Linked DNA regions of Mus musculus: region 2 is linked to region 1. The links are chromatin contacts, called in public promoter capture Hi-C maps. All regions are on one chromosome and are shown on one strand. Each heading gives the region's core, a stretch centred on a gene start, on an enhancer-like site or on the middle of the called end of the contact. The rest is flanking DNA. Distances are from core to core; before and after follow the strand shown. Region 1 holds the start of Fahd2a (fumarylacetoacetate hydrolase domain containing 2A). Region 2 holds the start of Atrn (attractin).

The links. Promoter capture Hi-C pulls out the DNA fragments that hold promoters and counts their contacts.
Region 2: a contact with region 1 is called in a promoter capture Hi-C map of cranial neural crest. The contact joins the promoter of Atrn here to the promoter of Fahd2a in region 1. A contact is called at or near these places in 2 of 39 promoter capture datasets (cranial neural crest and pre-B cells).

The regions. Positions count from the first base shown.
Region 1 is chr2:127,442,357-127,447,523 of GRCm38.p6, reverse strand. Fahd2a (fumarylacetoacetate hydrolase domain containing 2A) reads left to right here and starts at 2,959. Exons shown (of 8, transcript NM_029629.2): 1 at 2,959-3,107.
Region 2 is chr2:130,903,487-130,908,653 of GRCm38.p6, reverse strand. Atrn (attractin) reads right to left here and starts at 2,159. Exons shown (of 29, transcript NM_009730.3): 1 at 1,687-2,159. The coding sequence starts at 2,093. A730017L22Rik (RIKEN cDNA A730017L22 gene) reads left to right here and starts at 2,258. Exons shown (of 3, transcript NR_015523.2): 1 at 2,258-2,443.

The DNA of each region.
Region 1 (5,167 bases), core at 1,710-4,209:
GTTGGTATGAGATTGAGTTCACGCCGTCATCTCAGCTACCTCCATGGCTCCCCTTTATAATTAGGCGTAGCTTCTTTAAGCTAGGCCGAAGCCTCACTCTGGATTCCCGTCTCCGACCAGGATCCTGAAGTGCCTTTGGGTGTCCCTAAGGTATGTGACCTGCAGCTTATCCAAAACCAGGCTAGTCATCCTCTCCCAAGCCCAACCCCCCCCCCCACAGAAGATGCATTTCCACGGGTGGCAGAGGCTCCACGGCTAAAGAGTCAGAGTGGCATGTCCTTCCCTCTTGAGCCTTCCTCTTGTCGTGGGGGACAGCCAGTTCTTCCTCCTGAACACTCCTGAGCACTTGACATCTCCACCATGAAGCACAGCCCGTGGCTCTCATCTGCTCTACTCCTCCTCCCCAGACAAACTTCCTTGATTTAGATTTCTCAAATGCAAGCCTGGCCCTGGGACCTCAGCTGAGTTCCTTCCAAAGGCTTTGTGTGCATTTAGATAAGGCCTGGGTGGTACTGATAGTCTGCTTGACAGCTCTAGGGTCGCTGAAAAGACAAAAACTTCTGGGCATGTTTGTCAGGAATTATCAAGATCAAGTTTAGTTAAACCCACTCTAACTTTGGGTGATGCCATGCTGTGGCCTAAGGCCCTGGGCTGCAGAAAAACAAAGAAAGATGAGCACCAGCATTCATCTCTTCGCTTCTTGATTGCTACCATGGTATAGCCAGCTTTCTCTGGTGTCTGTCACCACTCTTCCCTGCATGGTGATCTATTTGGATCAAATTGTGATCCAAAATGTCCCTCTTCTTCCTTAAGTTTTATGCCAGCTGTTTTGTTACAGCAGCAAGAAAAGTATGTGGGGAATTCAAGGAGCCAGCCCCTCCTATTCTCTCTCTACAAGTTTTTATAATTTTTATGTGTATGAGTGTTTTGTCTGCATGCATGTCTGTTTACTACATGCATGCTCAGTACCTATATGGGCCAGAGAGGGTGTCAGATATCTCAGAACTAGAGTTACAGCTCGTTGTGAGGCACCATGTAGGTCCTGAAACTCAAACCAGGTCTTCTGAAAGAGCAGCAGGTGCTCTCAACCACTGAGCCATCTCTCCAGCCCACCTCCTCTCTTTCTGCCAGCCGTCCATGCCACCATCAACAGTACACATGAATGTCCTGGCTGAACTCTCAAGACAATCAACAACACTGAAGAAAGAAGCAGATGTCAGTCCCTTATTGGCATGCTCTGAAGTTATTGTCCAGTTTCTAACTGTGAGGATGAAGCCTGATTTTACCTGAGAATTTGTAATCGTTGATATCAGAGCTAGGAAGAATGTTGTCAACCCCACAAGCAGGCTAAGCAACCATGGAGTGATGAGTCCCAGGTTTGATGTGCAGCTCCAAGACCTAGAGCATAGCAAAATCGCCTGCTCCTGTCACATCGGTTTGGTTTCATTGTGCTGTCAACCTCAGCTGACATCATGAACTATGAAGAAGAAAAACAAAATCACACAGGAAGGAAAGCCCTGGTCTTTTTCTAGGATTGAAAACATTGGTGTTAAAAGAAAAAAGAAGTCAGGTGTGGTGGTGCATGCCTTTAATCCCAGCACTCAGGAGGCAGAGGCAGGCGGATTTCTGAGTTCGAGGCCAGCCTGGTCTACAGAGTGAGTTCCAGGACAGCCAGGGCTACACAGAGAAACCCTGTCTCAAAAAACCAAAACCAAAAAAAAAAAAAAAAAAAAAAAAAAAAAAAAAAAAGCCTCACTGGGAAAAAATAAGAGGAATCTAATAAAAGCCTGTGCTTCTTCCTGGGGCAATGGAAGCCTCGGATGCTCTGTCTGGACCTTGATTCACTTAGGAGGCTCCTTCTCAGAGTCCCCTTTACATTTTCATAGGCCAGAGGACTCGGGGTGTGGTTGTAGAGGATGTTTCCACCCGAATGCCTGCTGCCTGGACTTGCCCATCACCCCACACACACCCTTTTCCCCCTAAAATAAGGTTCGTGAAGAACAGGGTGCTGCTACAAGTAGGTGAAGTTGGTGAGCCCTGACAAGCCTAAAAAGTAGACAGGCCACCATCTGTCTTCACTGTGTGCATTAAAGAAAAAATGGTGAAAAGCTGGCTACGACTTTGCCAATGTGGTCACACTGGAAAGAAAAGAGAAAAGACAAGAAAGGAAAGGGGAAAAGGTTCAGTGACTCCCCAAAGTCCATCTTTGGAGTCCCGACATGAGGTTCAGATTCTCAAATAGAAAGCAAGTGGTGTACATAACTAAGCAGTCTTGGTCAAGGTGTGGTCTTGCCGGTTATTGATCCACCATTATCTCAGTTCCAGTCTATCCCACAAGATAGTCTGACCAGTTGCCAAATCTGTGATATAGCTTACTGGGTGACAAAACTCCTCCTCTAGCTGGCACACACAAGCTTCAGTCTTTTCTTTCCCCCAGCACACAAGATTCATGGGGGAAAGCCCAGTAGCTGAAGGAAGGACACAAGTGTCTTTTGCCTTCAGAATCGCTTCATACCTGCCAAGACAACTAAATAAGTGGTTGGACGAGCCCTTACTGGCTCAGGAGCCATCATGGGCAAAATCACTCCTAGCCTTTATGTTTTCTCCACGAATACAACACATATAGACATCCCTGTCCTTGGTGGGTCAACATTAGAGCACAAAACTACTTGTTACTGTCTACCAGAGTGCTTCCTGGACAACTATGAGTAGGTGCCTGGCCCAGAAGCAGCGCCTGGCCAGAATTAGAAGCTCAAAGGTCGGATGCGCTCTCTCCGAGCCTGGGTATCCCAGGGTCACCCTGGAGCCAGCCACGGTCTCCCCAAATGCACACACTAGGCACCTGCTGGAAGTTCTGTGGCTAAAAGAAGTACCTAACAGCAGGAGGGCGGACTTCCGGGAGGAAGCAGGTGTCCTCCTGGTGGCGACAGCTTCGTGACGTCACCATATCGCGACTGCGAAGGGGCGGTCCCTATATTCCTTGGAGAAGAGTTAAGTGCTTGCAGCGGTACTGGCTGTGGCTTCTCCGCCCTCCCCTCTTGTCCTGCGGCTCCGCAGGCGTCCGCTGACAGCGCAGGAAGCCGGACAAGTCCGGCTGCAACGACCAGGTAAACTGAGGCTAGGCCAACTCAGAGGGAGTTGAACCGGACGTTGGGAGCCGAGTGGCTGACCTCGGTTCCCAGATCAGCAGGGTCACACGCACGGCGCAGCGCCTCAAGCTGCCCATTGCTGTGCTGTTTGCTAAGGGACCTTTGTGCTGCGAGTCATAGTGATTCGAGAGAATGAAATAACCTGTGAGCGCCCGTCACAGATTCATCATCAGCGGGGCTTAGAGTTATCAGAGAGCAGGTGTTCTGCCTTACCTCCACGGCCATGACCATGGGCTGGTAGCAGTTAGGACCTGAGAGGAGTAGGCAGGATTGAAACTAGATTATCTTGCTTGAGAAGTATCTTGCTTTTGAATTAAGAACTTCAATGTCATCTAGACATGGATTCAAATGCCAATTTTCTTTTAGCTGTAAGACCCTTGAACCTTAGGCAAACCAAACCCCTCTTACCCTATCCAAGCCTTGGCTTGTTCATCTGTAAAACTGGACCAGCAGCACCTGCCAAGCCACCGTCAAGAGAATTATAGTAGACCTCACAAGTGAGACACTTGGCTTTCCCTGGGACAGTACTGTTTTAGTGTATGGTGTGACTGGTCACATATGCTGGACCAGCCTTTGGACTGTGGCATGGCGGTACTTGTGTAAAACGACAGAGCAGGAGATGGAAAGCCTTTGGTTTTCTGGCCAGACTTGCAAGCTGGCACTCTGGTGATCCTGAACAGGGTAGGTTGGCTCAACCAGGTGAGGACCAAGAGCCCTGAACTGACGGAGCTACGTCTAGCAGTCTCTCTCATTTTTAGTATAAAGACGTGTGTGTGTGTGTGTGTGTGTGTGTGTGCGTGTGCGTGTGCGCGTACGCGTACTTTAGTCTTTGAGACAGAGTTTTTCATTGGCCTGAAACTCAACAATTAGGCTAGACTGGCTGGCTAGCAAGCCCCAGGAATCTACCTGTCTCCACCTATCCGGCACTGGGATTACAAGCATAGACCACTGTGTACAAACTTTTTTATGTGGGTTCTGGGGATTTAACTGATCTTCAGGCTTTCAGTGGAAACATTTTACCAGCCATGCTGTCTTCCTAGCCCCACACTGGTTTTAAAAGAAAGCTATCCAGAAGGGAGAGGACTCTGACAGGGAATGAAGACCAGACCTAGATTAAGACAAAGAAAGGGAATGAGTGAGGATATAGAGTGCAGATTATCTGGGGAATAGCTCAAGCTAGCATGTGCCTTCCAGGCCGGCACCTGTACCATTAAAAACAAAGGCAGCACGATAATGAAGCTTAACTTTGGGTGGAGCCTGGAACTCATAGCAGGCCCTGAACCTTTTCAATGGTATCCAAGAGGTCTGGATCTGAAGAAGGAAGACATGGGCCACGTCCCAAAGTTGATCATCACTAGGCTTTTCCAAGAAGTGAAAAGTCAAGTCCCTTGCACCTTCCATCTGTTCAGTGGACAGAGGCAGTGCAAGCCTGTGTTCCATACACAGCAGCAACAGTGTAGGCTCAGTAGTTAAAGAGACAGACATTGCTACTGAACCCAGGGAGATAGCTAAGCAATGTGTGAAGCCAAGTATCTGGGCTCTTGGTGCCCTGAGTCTCCCTGTTCACCAGCAGCAGAAACTGGTACCTACTAGAGGTGATGGAGGGTAGCTCCTAAGCCAAGCTGGCTGGGGTTCTAGCTTGAGCATGTGAGCAGAAGAAAGTGTTTAACTCAAAAGGCAACAGGACCAAGTATTTTTAAAAGTTGCATGAGGTAGCTGGGAAGCCATTTCTAGCAATAGCCATTTGCCTAACTTGGGGCTGAGTCCTAGTCCTGCACACCTTAGCCTTCCCCAGTGAAGGGGGACATCCTCTAAAAGCTAGAGGTAGCGGCCTGGCCATCTTCATAACATCATCTCAACATCTGAGGCCTGTGTACATCAGTCGCTCATATCTGTTACCCCACATGCAAGACGGCAGGTCCGAGTTAGCCTGCTGTGTTTCCCACTTGCCTGCAGTGGTGGGAACTTTCAGGAAACACTGGTTGAGGCAAGGCTGGGATCCCCGGAGCTAGCTTAAA
Region 2 (5,167 bases), core at 910-3,409, 3.5 Mb before region 1:
GTGTGCCTGGTGCCTGAAGTCAGAAGAAGGCATGACATCCCCTGGAACTAGAGTCATAAATGATCATGAGCCACCATGTAGGTGCTGGGAACCTAACCCCAGTCCTCTGCAAGAGCAACAAGTACTCTTAACCACTGAGCCAGCTCTCCAGCTCCATTATGGTATTTTTTACTCCCAAACGAAAAGTTAAGTTCTACAAGAATAAAATTACATACAACTTGTTTACCACTGTATCTCGAAGCCTAAAATCACAACACGCTAAACTATTAGACCAACCCCCGAAACACTGGTGCTGAGGTTCCTTGGTTTCTCCATTGTAAAACTTAAGAGTTCATCTTGCCACTGATCTCTGAGTCCCCTAGAAGATCTAACAGAGATCTATTACTTTAACATTCCAAGCTTCTCCCTTACAACTCTCTTCTACTACAGGGGCACTGGCAAAACTCCACCTTCTGGACTCTACCACTATGTCTGCAGCTTTTTTTTTCCATTTGGAATTCTTCTCCCCAACTTCACGCTTGCAAATCCTACTTAACCTCACATGCTCAAATTCAATGTCACCTCCTCCTCCTCCTCCTCCGAGACTTCTCTGCTTACTGCTAGCCAGTCACACACTCTCTGCCCCTTCATTTCCACAGGTTCTCTTATGCCAGGTTCAGGCCTCACTCAGATCAAATGACACTCAAATGGGTGGCTTCTAATGTCACCACTTATCGGAATCCTGGAAGACCGACCACCTGTTTGTATTTTGCTTTTAGCATTTACCACTATCTGAAATTATCCTGCTCATTCCTTTTGCCTAGTTACGTGTTGACTGCCTGTCAGCCCTCACTAGAACATAAGATCAATTGGAGCAAGAATCAATCCTACGCCACGTTCACATTCCCTCACTTTCCCACGTCAAATGGGGAACCCAGTCAACAAATATCTGCCTGAGATATGGATGACACTGTAGGTCTTATAACTTCCCCTTGCTGTGTTCCTAACTTCTTGTGGACCACATCAAACTCTGGATGATGGATCTACCTGTGTGCATTATCCAAAAATTCTCTCACAACAGAAGCAAATAATAGATAAAAGCTAATTAAAAAGTGATCTCTCCAAGAGGTTCTGCCCCAAACCAAGCCAACTGCATGTTGTGGAGAATCTAGGGCTAATAGGATTCTCCTCTCTAGACAACCCCGTTCCAATAGGCCAACAGTGAGGATCCAAAAACTAGTTTCTTCACTTTCCTTGGAACAACAACCAATGGTACTTTTATCCCTGAAATCTTACAACCCAGCCTTACCTTCTATTTTCACCCAACATGTCACTTCCTCGGCTGTACTTCTTCCAGACACACATATCTCCAATCTCTTGGGCTGGTCAAAGGCAAGTGCTGAAGAACTCACTCACTCACCGTTTCCTTGATACCTCATTTATCCTAAATAAGCCCGTTTTCGAGGTGGGCTTTTATACTCTTCAGGACCCACATCTAACCCACAGCAACAAATGCCTCCCGAGTGTTCCCGTTCCTTCTCAATCTTCCACCACAGGCAGACCCGAAGGCCACCAAATGAACATCCCTCCAGGAGGCAAGCCATCATCAAACACAGTGGGGCAAATTCTACCCTCGCGATTTCAAGCCCTGCACCTGCCTTGGGCCTGGAACATCAGGCTGGGCCTGCACTCCCCACCCGCACTCACCTGAAGCGGCCCCCGCAGTGCTGGCATTGCTCGCCCACCCAGCCCGTGGGGCAGACGCACTGGCCGGTGCCAGGGTTGCAGCGGCCGCCGTTGACACACGGCCGGTCACATTCCTTGGCCTCGGCTGCGGCCGAGCCCGACACCGCCGCCGCCACCGCAGCGGCCTCGGCCTCCCGGGGCAGCGGCAGCAGCAGCAGCGAAAAGAGCAGCGGCAGCAGCGGCGGCGGGGGCAGCGCCCGCGACAGCACCCGCGGTAGACACAGCCGGGCGCGCGGTCCCGGCCTCCAGGCCCCTGTCGCGGTGCAGGGTCGGTGCTGCCTGCCCTTCCTGCCCGCAGGCGCTGCTGTCGCCGTCGTGCTCCCCCTCAGCCGCGCCTCAGTCGCCGCCGCCGCCGCCACCGCCACCATCTTCCTGGGGCTGAGCCGGCGCCCAGCGAACACATACACACCCCGCACGCCGGCTCCCCTTCGCCTGGCCGTGCTAGGCGGGGCCGGGCGACGGTGGCCCGGCGGGTCCATATCCAAGGCGGGGCTCCCGCTGTGCGTCGGGCAGGGGCGGGGCTGGCATGCGCGGGGGCGGGACCAGGGCCGTGGTCTTCCGGCGTGCCCAGCATGTAGACCTGCTCAATGCCAGGGTCTTAGCGCGGATGAACATCGCCTAGTCTACGGAGGCTCTTTGCTTTCCGCACCGCGCTACGACGAGTTAGCCAGTACCTCCTTACAGTGGCTGCCTGGCTCTGCTAGACAAGCTGACTGTGGTAAGTGTTACCCTTTGGACGCCTCCAAAGCTCAGCTTATAACCCCAACTCCATTTTGGTGAGAAACCGGACCCAAAAGGCTAATGATGTCGTGTGTTGCTAGCTGAGACCTGAAGAAGTAGTACTTACTGCATTCGCGTTTCTAAACTAGGGATAACAAAATGGCACGTGTGTTAATTAAGCACCTGCATATGAATAGATGTGTAACTGACTGAATGCACACACAGCCAGGCTTTCCTTGATAGCGAGCGGATTGAACCAGTGGCAGACCATGTCTATGTGTACCTTAAATTCTGCAGGAGAAGTTTAGCATTATCTTGTACCCCACGACCTATCCATATTCTCTGAAGAAAGAACAGCCCAGAATTACCGGGAGCGCTCTCAGCTTGCACACCCTTCTTGCTAACGCCAGTGCCTCTCCTACTCCCAATGATACATACTTCCCAATAGCATAACCTTGTATGGGCCACTACCCTGGAATGTACGCTGGACCTTGACTATATTAAACCGATAGAAGGATATGGTAAAGAGATAACGTGTCAGTTCCAGCTCTGATCTTATTTTTTGTTTCTTTTGTTGCTTGGTCTGGTTTGGGAGGTATTTGTTTATTTGTTGTCCTGGGATTCTCCTGCTCTTCCACCTTGGAAAGATTCATACAGAGGTCATATGGAGAGAAAAGGTCCCAGGCAAATGAATCTGGTAAGCTTATAGCTGGAAGAACAGTCACTGAGTGAAGAAGCCATATGGGTTGTTTTAGCCATCTGAGTTGTTCCACTAAAAGAATAGATAGATAGATAGATAGATAGATAGAGATCTATTTAGTTGGCTTACAGGATGCAGTCCAAGTAGTTCAACAATGGCTGTCCCACCCTAGAAAGGTGCTTGATCCACAAGACTGGACTCCACAGTCCCAATTCGGTGCTGGAGTCCTAAAAGATTCCTGGAGATCTCACTGCTGATCCAAAGAAGTCAGTTCTAATATCAGTGAGGTAACGCTGCAGAAACTTGATAGATGACCTTCCCTCCAAGAATAAGAACAAGCAGACAGAAAGCAAAGTTTCTTCTTCTCTGTCCTCTTATCTGCCATGAGAAAGTGCTACACAGATTTAGAATGAGTCTTCCTGCTTCAGGTAATCTGATTAAGACAATTCTTCATGCCCAAGAAATGGTGGCCCACACCTTTAATCCCAGCACTTGAGAGGCAGAGGCAGGTGGATCTCTGTGAGGCCAGCCTGGTCTACAGAGTGAATTCCAGAACAGCCAGGGCTACATAGAGAATCCTAGTCTTAAAAAGAAAAACCAGTTCTTCCCAAGAATGCCTATGTGCTTGTGTTGTTGTTGATCCCAGATACAGTCAAGTTGACAAGCAAGATTTCTCATCAAGTCTACATTATCTAAATAGGAACAAATCTTTCCTGTGTCTCATCCAGTGAGAGGCCCATTGCTCTTTCAAGCAATGTTTCAGCCTGCTTTAGAGAGGCTAATCAGAACTTTGCCTCATAATCTTGGGCTGTGCAGAGTATACTTATGCAGGTACTTGAGAGTTTGGGCACCTGGTCCTGGAAAACAAAGAAAACCTCACATACATGTATGAAACCTCTCTGATTAACCTGGGAGTAGAGAATTGGAGTGCACCCATAGTCAGACACCAGTGTCCAGCGCAGGCCCTGACCTTGCTCACTCTGCATCCCCTGAAGGCCTGGTAGAGCTGAACTGCATACACAGCAGCCTCACCCCAGCTATCCCAGGGCTCCAAACCAGATTCCAGTCTTCACATTTGTTCATTTCTTTGTCTTTTCTCTTTCTCCTCTACTGTGTTCTACATACGGCTGTATATGATGAAAGAAGGAAGCAGGAGACATGGACCTACCATGGTCATGTGGTAGACTACACAGTTACAACGTCTCCTATTGAATCTCACCTATCCCCGTGCCCGCCTCTCCCCCTCTCCCCACGGCCCCCGCTCCTGTTTTACCCTTAGCTCCCTGCTTCTGGCACTGTTTGGAAGCCTGTGGGCTGCGCTGCCTTGGAGCGTGCTCCTGCCTCTGGTTCTCCTTGCTTTCCCTTATTCTGTATTGCTACCATGTAAGCCATCCTCCACTCCATGCGTCTCTCTGCCACAGACAGCTGGGAACTCTGCCACGCCTTCCCTGTGTGAGAGACTGAAATCCTTCTGTTAACAAGAGCCAAAATAGATACTTCTTCCCTTAAGTTGCTTTTGCCAGGGCATTTTGCTCACAGAAGCACAAAAGAGGCTAACACTGTCTCCTGCCATGAAGAGAGGAAGCCTTTCTGGGATTTTCCAGTCTGAGATTCCTGGGTCACACAAAATCTTGACGATTCTTTCCAGCTGTCTCGGAACACTTGCTCTGGGGAAAGCCAGGGGCCATCAAAGAATTCCACTTTTCTGAAATTGCCATACTAGAAGGTAGCTATGCTCCAACCTTTCTAATCTACAGCCACTCAAGACGTCTCACTTGAGTACCAGATAATCAAGTAGCCAAGACAAGGACTCCCTGCCAAACACAAGTTACTAGTATATGAGCAAAATAAGTAAGAGTACTTGTTTAAGCCAGTAATGGGAATGACTGGTTACACAACAAAAAACTAACATATCCTGTAACTCACTTTCAACAAGGACAAGAGGTCTAGTGATGTAGACCCAATTAAGAATTCATCAAGAAAGGGCTGGTGAGACTACTCATGGTGGTACATGACTCCAGT